Regions from separate parts of the Aedes aegypti genome. Here region 1 is linked to region 2. The links are chromatin contacts, called in public Hi-C maps. All regions are on one chromosome and are shown on one strand. Each heading gives the region's core, a stretch centred on a gene start, on an enhancer-like site or on the middle of the called end of the contact. The rest is flanking DNA. Distances are from core to core; before and after follow the strand shown.

Region 1 (4,990 bases), core at 786-3,285, 35 kb after region 2:
AAATTTTCTACATCCTCATCAAGAAGCTTCCAGAAAGTAGCTTATCGTTCTTGGTTGATATATTTAACAAATGTTTTCAGTTGACATAATTGAACAGAATGATGGTCCAAATCAACGTAAATTCATTTTTTTTTCCAATGAACAGTTCGGATTCCGACATGGACATACGACCACTCACCAACTTTTACGTGTAACAAAATTGATTTGCTCCAACAAATCTGAAAGCTATTCTACTGGTCTGGCTCTTCTAGACATAGAAAAAGCATTCGACAGTGTTTGACATGAAGGCTTGATTGTAAAATTTAAAAAAAAAAACTCAATTTTCCAACATACATTGTTAGAATGATTCAAAGTCATCTATCAAATTATACATTTCAAGTTAATTATCAGAACTCCAAGTCTGAAAGATTTCCTGTAAGAGCTGGTGTTCCTCAAGGCAGCATTCTAGGGCCAATATTATACAATATTTTCACATCTAACTTACCTGTCATACCTCAGGGATGTAAAAATCTTTGTTTACGGATGACATAGGGCTCTTTGCCAAAGGACGAAGCCTGTGTGTCACCTGTGTAGATTGCAAAAAAGTTTGGATATTTTTATTTTCATACTTGCAAAAAAAAAATTCTAATGCGAGCAAAACTCAACTAATAATATTCTTACATTTAACAAAAGCTTTTTTTTAAAACCTTCAAGTAGACATGTTGTCACGATGAGGAGCTCCAATAAATTGGTCAGATGAAGTTAAATTGTTGTTGTTGTTTGAGACGGAATTTAATGAAGTTAAGTATATAGAACTCATGCTAGATAAAAATTTAACTTTCATAAATCAAATTGAGGGCAGGCATTCAAGCCAAATGTTTCAATTATATAAAATGTCTGTATCCACTAGGGTGATCCAAATTTTAAAAATGTTTTAAAATCCAATCTCCCATATGCTCCTTACCATAAAAATGGTGTTCTGTAAAATTTTCAGATTTTTAGGAGGCGATTTAAAGGTGGCTGAAAGACAATGTAGGTTTATATGGAAATTACTATGGAGAAATTTAGAGCAATATTCCACACACGCTAGTACTGTAATGTAAGTAGAAACTTATCATCCCATATTGAAAACTCATTCTTCAAACCTTTATGAAGGATGTTGCTGCAGAAACAAATACCCTCTGAGCTAATTTTGCTTGGGATTTGTGTGCATGTTTACAGGGCTATAACCAATAAACTAACAAACAAATAACAAACTCATGAATATCTTTTCTGCTATCCGTCGGATTGAATTTCCCTCTTCAGCAAATTTCTTTATTATGTTTTAAAGAATGAGTTTTTACTATGGGATCACATGTTAGTACTTACATTACAGTACTAGCGTGTTTGGAACATATCTCAAAATTTCTCCATAGTAATTTCCATGTAAACCTACAATGTCTTTGGGCCACCTTTAAATCACCACCTAAAAAGTTGAAAATTTCACAGAATACTATTTTTATTTTATTTATACTAAATATGGACAAATAATCCTCTTACCGCACTGGAACACCTCACCCACTGTACCTTATTATTTTTATGAAATGTTGCTATACAAACTGTGGGTAGATTTTGTATGAGTATGCTGCATTACTTTTGTATGTATGGTGTATTGGTAACGCATTTTGCATTAATATTCTACGAATTATGTATGAGCTGAAATATTTCACAGACACCCACCCACCCCCTTAAGCGTTATGAAATATGTGAATGAACCCTATATAGGCTGTTCCAACGATCTAAAAGCGTTTTCAACGATTTCCAAGATTGTCGGCGCAAGAATTTATCACACAAATGCACAATACTTTGACTCATACAGAAGCAAATTGATAGAAATAACGATACTTCCCAACGATATCCAATACAAACACAAAAACTACTCAAACAACCCGTTCGCCGTATTCGCGAATTCGGAGAAAGGAACACATATCGTACGAGCGAGTTAGCTTCTCCTGAGGCAATGAAGCATCTCCGACCGAGTAGCACCAGTGCATAGAGGGAAAAGTTGCAAATTTCCAACTGCCGCCGATCAGTCACTAGTAGGCAGCCGGCAGCTTAGCAGCATTACCATCGTCACGGGACGCGCCCTCTAACTAGGACGGACGGGCATTATCTTCCCTTTGAAACGGCCTCAGTAGCCGTCGAGTGTTCTCCATCGACGTCCTCCGACCTTTCAGCAGTGCAGCATCGTGTCCGCTGTTCGAGTACGTGACGAGCGAGGATAGGAAACACGTTGCCATCACCATCCGTTCAGGCTGCTGGAACGTCTGGAAAAGAAGGTGAGTGCTGTTTAGGGTCACGGGTCATTAAGATTCGCGCAGCACCGGAGAAGCCCTCCTCTTCTTCGGGTTGACTCCTTATCACGTTGTTCGATCCGCTCGCATGAAAAGTGAGAGACAACGTCATCCTTAGTGTTATCAGTGCGGGGTGGCGGCGAAGAAGTGCATTATCAGTAGTGCTGGGTGAAATCGGGATGGGTTTCTCGCGCTTCAGAATCGGCCGGTGTGCGGAGGGTTCTACTAATCTCTCGCAAATCTAGTACGGCTACCGAACGGATGGTCAAATCGTACGAGCGTGAGTAAGAGAGCAACTCTTGTTTTTTTCTCGCGCATACAGCGAGTTGTTATAAAGCACAATAGCGCCCCATTCTAACGGATCAGTACGAATCGAGAGCTTGTCCCGGAATGGTTTGTAACCTATTCCTGTCGGATTGTCGCTAAACATACCCCATACACCGGGAGTAACTTCCCCGCACCATTCAGTGAGTCTCGGAAGGCGGAGAAGTGCAATCGTGTCGAAGAAGTGATTACTAAGAAGAACAAGAAGAATAGTTTGCAGATTTCGAATCTTGTTGCCGAGGTGAGAATTCGGTGAAGAGTTGGCACAAGTGTGAATTACCTGCACTCAGATTTGGCGAAAGAAGAAGTTTCGGAGCAGACAGATCGATCGAGCAGTTTGTTCCAGTTGAACCCATATTTTTGAAGAAAGGTGAGTGCTTCAATGTCACGAGAGAACCAGCGGTGTACGTGACTGCCTATGCGGCAAGTACCTACCAATTAGCCAGGTGCTTATAAAAAATGGGACCATGAATGGGTGGTTTCTAATTCTCCTCCATCCCTTATCTATGGAGTCTCGACGGTTTTCGACTGTTGCGTGCGTGCTTTAGGCAAAAATAATTCGGCTAGCAATTGTACTAAGTTACGTAAAACATACCCAGATTGCCATTACCGAACAACTTCAGTCTGAAGATGTCGTGTTTCAGTGGTATTAGGGCTGTCAGTGATGAATGAAACCGAAAAAAAATCGTTCTGAAACGAAAAATTTGCAAAACGGTTATACGCTAAATACATATAAATAAAGTGGGATCGAACACGGCTGAATGGCCGTTTCTCACCACTACCAGCGAACATTGCGGGAGAACTTACGGTTGGATGGCTAGCTGGCTGGCTGGCTGACTGTCTGACTGACTGGATGGCCATTTTTCGGCGACGGCGAACCAGGGTTATTAAAATTTTGCACTCGCTGCACACCAAAATGGCAGGACGGATACCTGCAGAAGATGCCATTTAGGGGGAACTGGGAGCGACGGCAGGGGAACTCCGGTTTGCACACAACGTCAAGCTAAAGGGGAATTCAAGTTTTTAGATTTGAGTGGTTTATAATGAGCAGGACACGTGTTTCATAGTTATGAGATGAAACATTTAATATACTTAGTTCGGATAACGTATTAGATGCAAAATTTGACGAAACTAGATACAAATTTTGATAATATTATACGGAAATTTGACAGTGGTTAAATTACAACATTTTTTAAGATTAAAAAACTAGCTTTTTATCTCAAAATAAAAACCAAAACAAAGAAAAATATATTGACATATGAAAAATATATATTTTTTCAAAACTTTAAGCAAGCATTTGTCAAAAACAGATATTCTAAAATAATGATTAAAAGTGTTTTTAATGCTCAAACATCCACTGAATTATCTTCGAAGTTTCACATACTCGTAGAAATCAGGAAATCAGGAATGGAATCGTTTCCACACAAAACATAACATAAAATGTTTTATTTTACGTTACCTGCCACAATATGGAATAGTTATTCTAAAACTGATGGACTATCTCCTTTAGACAGTTTTTCTGCGCATATTACCTGAAAAGTATCTTCTTATAAAAGTATCTTTTTGAACCGACAAATAATTCGATTAACAAAATATTATTTATTTCTGTGTTACACGCTTAAAAATCTGATGTACATGATCTATGACTGTCGTACGGCTACTTTTCATTGTGAAACAAAGAAACTTGTTGTTATTTTTTCCCCATTTCACAGAAAAAAGTGTATAAGATGAGGAAAAAACTAAAACCAATGCATGAATTTAACTCAACATCATTAATCCATTAACAACATAAACCATTTCAATTATAAATTCTTAACAAAACGTTGTGAAACATCTCGTTATGAACAAGTATTAAATAATAGCAAATCAAAACCTGTAAATGATAAAATCTCAAATATGAGTAGCTTCAGCAAACTTTGAAAATGCTAATTTTGAGTGGTTCATCAATAACTACCCAAGCATTATATAGCAAGATTTATCAATAACTACCCAAGCAAGCATTATATAACTGCTCATTGGACCTGTTCATATTCGAAAAAATGTCTGGAAATGCTCAGGTCAACCAATATCACAAATTGTCATGCTGACCAGAACTTCTAACCAAATTCTCGACTTAATTGATTAATATTCAAATCTTTTATAATCTATGTGACAAAATTCTCCGCTCAATTATTGGTTGGAGACTTCAAGCGACTGAATACACCCGCAATCAAATATATCTTGTAGCATAATCGCATAGTTAATTCTCATGATGTTTTGGTATGGCTTGTTTCCTCAGTGTACATCTAGTAATGCACAAAATTAGACCAGAATGCTTTCATGTCCCGGTTACATTTCAAATATCCCATCCCATG
Region 2 (4,763 bases), core at 271-2,770:
TACCTACTATACTCTAGTGAGAAAAAATCCGATGTACATTCGATTTTTATAATCGTCTGCTTCGGACATAGCGTGTGACGGTTTATATTCTTTGACTCATTTTTCATTATGGTCAAACAACTTACAGCAAATGAGTAATAACATGAAATATTTCTGAGTACATCTCAGACATTATATAGAAATCTGTTTGGGTGTATGTATGATTTTGAAAAAGTTTTATGATAGAATGAACATTGGATACATATGAGTCTCCAATATTGCATGCAACATACATGCTTTGTATCAGCCGACACAAGCACATTGAACGCTTTTCTTATAAGATAAACCCAAATGAAAGCTTTTTATCAGTCGACAAACGCGAGCTTTTGCTTAAGTCCGAAAAAGAATAAAGGGGTGGCACAAAAATTATGTCACGGTAAATTGCAATTGCAAATTGCACTCCCCTCCATCGCGATTTTCTGTGGCATATTACGCTTGGCCTGACCACCTCTTTGGAACGTAACATAATTTGTGCATGATCCCTATGGGAGTTGTAAATATATAAAGCAAAAAATAAGAAATTTTTATTGTTTCACTGAGGTTTTGAACTACTGAATGCAACCTCCTATTACAGCTGCTAACGAGAATTCTGAGTCTGCCGGAAATATACTTATACTAGGCAATACAAACAATCTTAAGTAAGAACATCGCCTCAGCAGAACAAAGTACAAACTCTCAAACTTGGATCGTCACGCAGTTGCTACAATTGCACTGATGCAATAGCTCTCAAGCATCAACGCAATAATGAAATCGAATCCAAAAAAGCCACGCGACACGTTAGTGCACTGTGATTCACACATGACGTCTGGATGCAATCACTTCTCTTCTCAAAACACAACGATGGAATGTTCCCTGAACTAATCTATCTATTATGGTGACGTCATTTAATCACAATAATAGTGGAAAATTATCATTGATTAATACAACTGATGATGGTGACCCGGTCACAGCCGTATTGGTAGTAGCGGTCAGCTACACGAACCAGAATCTACAGTGATAGTAATAGAAGAAAGTCCATCAATCACTTCCTGAACCGTGATGAAGTCTGAGCCTTCTCCGCAATGCCAAGGTCAGAAACAACGACTGATATTGTGGCTTTCACGTGAAATTAATCGTTTCATCAGCTGCTACAACTTCCTTAGCACTAATCGAAGAGAGCCACAGAGAAAGAGCGAACTTGTGTGAGCAAAGCTTTTCGGCATTCGAAATTTTACAGAACATTTACAAATATGGAGAATAAGCAACGCAAAAAAAGGAAAAGCGGAGAAATTACAGTTACATTTCAAGGTGGCGTGATGTTTTGGAAATTTGAGCGAATATTCGCACACACTCGAGCACGTGCGTTATTTTCGCACGACGCTCTCCGACTTCGAACTGAGAGAAAGAAATATAACGTGGAAGAGAAATCGCATTAGTGCAGTCCCAGCAGGATGGTGATCGTAATAAAATCAAACAACAGCCGATCAGAAAGCGACCAATAGTCATCTCTTTCGCTCGAATGTAGGCTTGTGTAATGTTTAATCTCGCTTGCTCTCCTGCACTAACCAACCATGCACAAGCGCGTTGATGTGGCGCGTTGTTTTCAACCTAGCGGCAAAGCATGTTATGCTCGGATGTTTGCCGGTATGATGAAGATTGTGCGTAACTTGTTCGCAATGTACACGTTGCTCTCTGTTGGGAATAATGATGAAATTCCAAGGATTTTTTAAAATCATTTTTTCAAGAACTCTCACTCAGGCAATTCCTACTAGTCCTGGTATTGATCCTGGATTTTTCCAATAATTCCTCCCAGGATTTTATAAAGAATTATGACAGAAAATCACATAGTATGTTGTTCGATAAAACCCCGACTCTGTATAGCTGGTAACGACGTGTCAGAGTCTATCTATTAGTAAAATTTACATTTGAAAACATAATACACTACCCACCATAAGTATGGAATCGTTGCAATACTGAGTATTGCAGCACTTTTACGTTTAGCATAACTTAAAATCCAGTGATAAAAGTTTTTTCAACAGAAATAAAAAAAAAATCGCAGGGGCTCGAAGACGTATTTTTTAAGATGGCCTCAAAAATACATTGATCTAGCACTTCAGTATCACGTGATAATATTTATTCTAAGTGATGCTAAACTTTTCAAGGTGCTGCAATATTCAGTGTTGCAATACGCGATTGCATACTTATGGTGGGTAGTGTATATAAATTGTATATATGTTAAATAACGTTATGCTTTCACACGGAGAAGTTCTTTGAAATCTTAACAAAATCGCTAAATTCAAATAAAGAAGAAAAAGGCCACAACGAAGTTATAATGGATCATTAAAATAACCAAAACGGCCGCAATGGAAAGCATATATAGCGCCACCGTAGCCTTGTGTGTTTGACAGAACAGCAATGCTGTCACTATGTTAAATCCCGTATACAGTGGCGCCTCTGTTTTGATGCGGTGAGCACTGACAAAAACTACTTTCAATGATCCATTAATAGTAATAAAACACTAACACGACATTTGTGGAACTCTTTCCCACTTTCATCAATTTTCATTACAGTTCTACGGTAATGCTCCTTTTGAAAAATTACGCGAGAATTATGTTAGTTATCCCAACAATTCGCTCTTTTTTATTGGAGCATCGACTTATCCATGGATGGTTCTTTTTGTTGTTTTGTTTATTTTTCTTTTTTTATTGAAATGAATAAATGGTGTCTGTTACGTTTGTCTACATATTTTATTCAATAATAGTTTTTCGATGTGTACAATTCACAATGCGATCAGGCTCCCGGGAGAGCTTAATGATAAATTCTGTACCTAGAAATGAAAATCAGACATTTTTTAAGACCGTACGTAATCGAAGGAAAAATTGAGTTTTTTTGACAAATATTTAAAAAACATATTTAAAACGCAAATGTTGCAAAATGTTAAGCATAATATAAATACAGTTTAAGGCGATTTTTATTTTGTTGATTAGGGGTAGCATTGACCAGCCTTTTAAACTATATTCGATCATATTGAATATACCGTTCCCTATAAAATTCATGGCCCGAATCCGAATACGATGGCTAAACTCTTACAAGTAATTTACTTTTAAGGATATTTTAAAATCAAAAACATTTTTAAACGCGAAAGTCGCCTAAAGGTAGGCAATTTCCTGAATAATATATGCCTTCTTCATAATATTTCGTTGATTTTGCTGAATTGAACGAACTTTTGGAAATTTTGACCGCGGAATCGTTTTTAACCATGTCAAAATGCTGGGAATGGAATTTTCACTGCTTAGGGGAATTAGGGGCATAATGGACACGTTAAGCAAATGTTCGTTTTAAGACCCTTAAATGGCAATGTTATTAATTTACCCCCGGCTAGTTTTCAAGTTTGATGTTAGTACGACGTGCCACATTCATTCATAGTGATAAAAATCATATCATATGTCAGAAAAGCGAGATAGAAAATTGGGTCAAAAACAAGGCTGGTAAAAAGGTATCGGGGCGAAATGAACACCTGTATGAAATTTAGTTATTCCAACATATTCAATGACTGTCAATCATTCCGATATGCAAAAGGACTCTCCCTCAATCATAATAGCTAAAAAGAACCTTTCTGGGTTCGTTACTTTGCTCAAAAATTAGATTCTTCCACGTTCTTGCTTATATGCCAATTTGAAACTGAGAAAAATTTTAAGTCAAATTTTAAAGAACAATTGAAGCAAAAAATAATTTTTTTTACCGTCAAGCATTTCAAATGCATTACAGATTTCATGCAGTGAATGAACTTTTGATGAAATATGTGTATTATCAGATATTGAGAGGGTGTCCATTTCGCCCCGTATGTTCATTATGCCCCTAATCCCCCTATATCATTTGCAGAACTCATGTGAGGCATTAATCTTTGATAGCGTTGTCCGTAACCATGTAAATCATTCTTTAAAAAAAATGAAAGAAATAACTCATGAATTCTACATTCGCATGAAAATAACCGTAATCCAGGGTAACATTGATCGGAATACTCCATCTTGCTTCTCGTTTTTATATTCATAAATCAATAAAAATGAAAGTATTGGCAAAAGTTAAGTTTTGTTCATGCGTATTTTCTACAACTTTTCGGAACAATGATCTCTATAACTATGAATGAAACAACCGATCATTCATATCTTACAGAGGCGCATCCACGTTCGAAACGTTGACAAATATTTTGCGCACTTTGAAGCTAAGAAATATGTTAACCCTTGGGATTCCTCAACCGGTAATTGAATGTTACTTTATTTAAGGGGTTCAAACGCAAAGAGTGCCAGTCGTTATCACAAGACTAAAAAATCTTTCTGTCATTACAGGGCCGGTAGCGATTGAGTACCTAAAAATAGGATATTAAAGACCTGTTGCCTGAAAAAATAAGACCTAAGAGGAATCAAAAAGAGTCCAAAAAGAGACCAAACAGGAAGCAAGAAAACAAAACCTAATAGGAGCCACGAAATAAGGAGTTTGGAGAAGTACCACAGAAATGGAATTTCTCCAAACATTTTTTTCGAAAGCAATAAAAATTCCTCCAAAAAATCTTTGAAAAACCTTTCGAGAAGATTCTAATTCTTCAAGATTTTTATCAAGTGATTCATCCAAAGATATCCCTGACACATCTTTCAAGATTGCTGGTCAGAACATCTCCTAAAATTATATCAATAACTTCTCCAGAAATGCCTCGAGGAATTTCCAGGAACTTCCTATGAAATAGTCTT

Evidence for each region. Hi-C and Micro-C count contacts between places; a contact is called where the count stands out from the background.
Region 1: a Hi-C map of whole pupa shows a contact between it and region 2, with 4 times the contacts expected there. The contact joins the promoter of LOC5577524 here to the enhancer-like site in region 2. A contact is called at or near these places in 2 of 2 Hi-C or Micro-C datasets (whole body and whole pupa).

Annotation. Positions count from the first base shown.
Region 1 is chr1:189,770,674-189,775,663 of AaegL5.0, forward strand. LOC5577524 (acyl-CoA Delta(11) desaturase) reads left to right here and starts at 2,036. Exons shown (of 5, transcript XM_001656495.2): 1 at 2,036-2,297.
Region 2 is chr1:189,736,416-189,741,178 of AaegL5.0, forward strand. No RefSeq gene overlaps it. Among protein-coding and RNA genes, the nearest start is that of LOC5577524, 34 kb to the right of the region's middle. Within about 2 kb of position 1,521, at least 3 of the 3 cell types and tissues checked have open chromatin away from gene starts, as enhancers often do.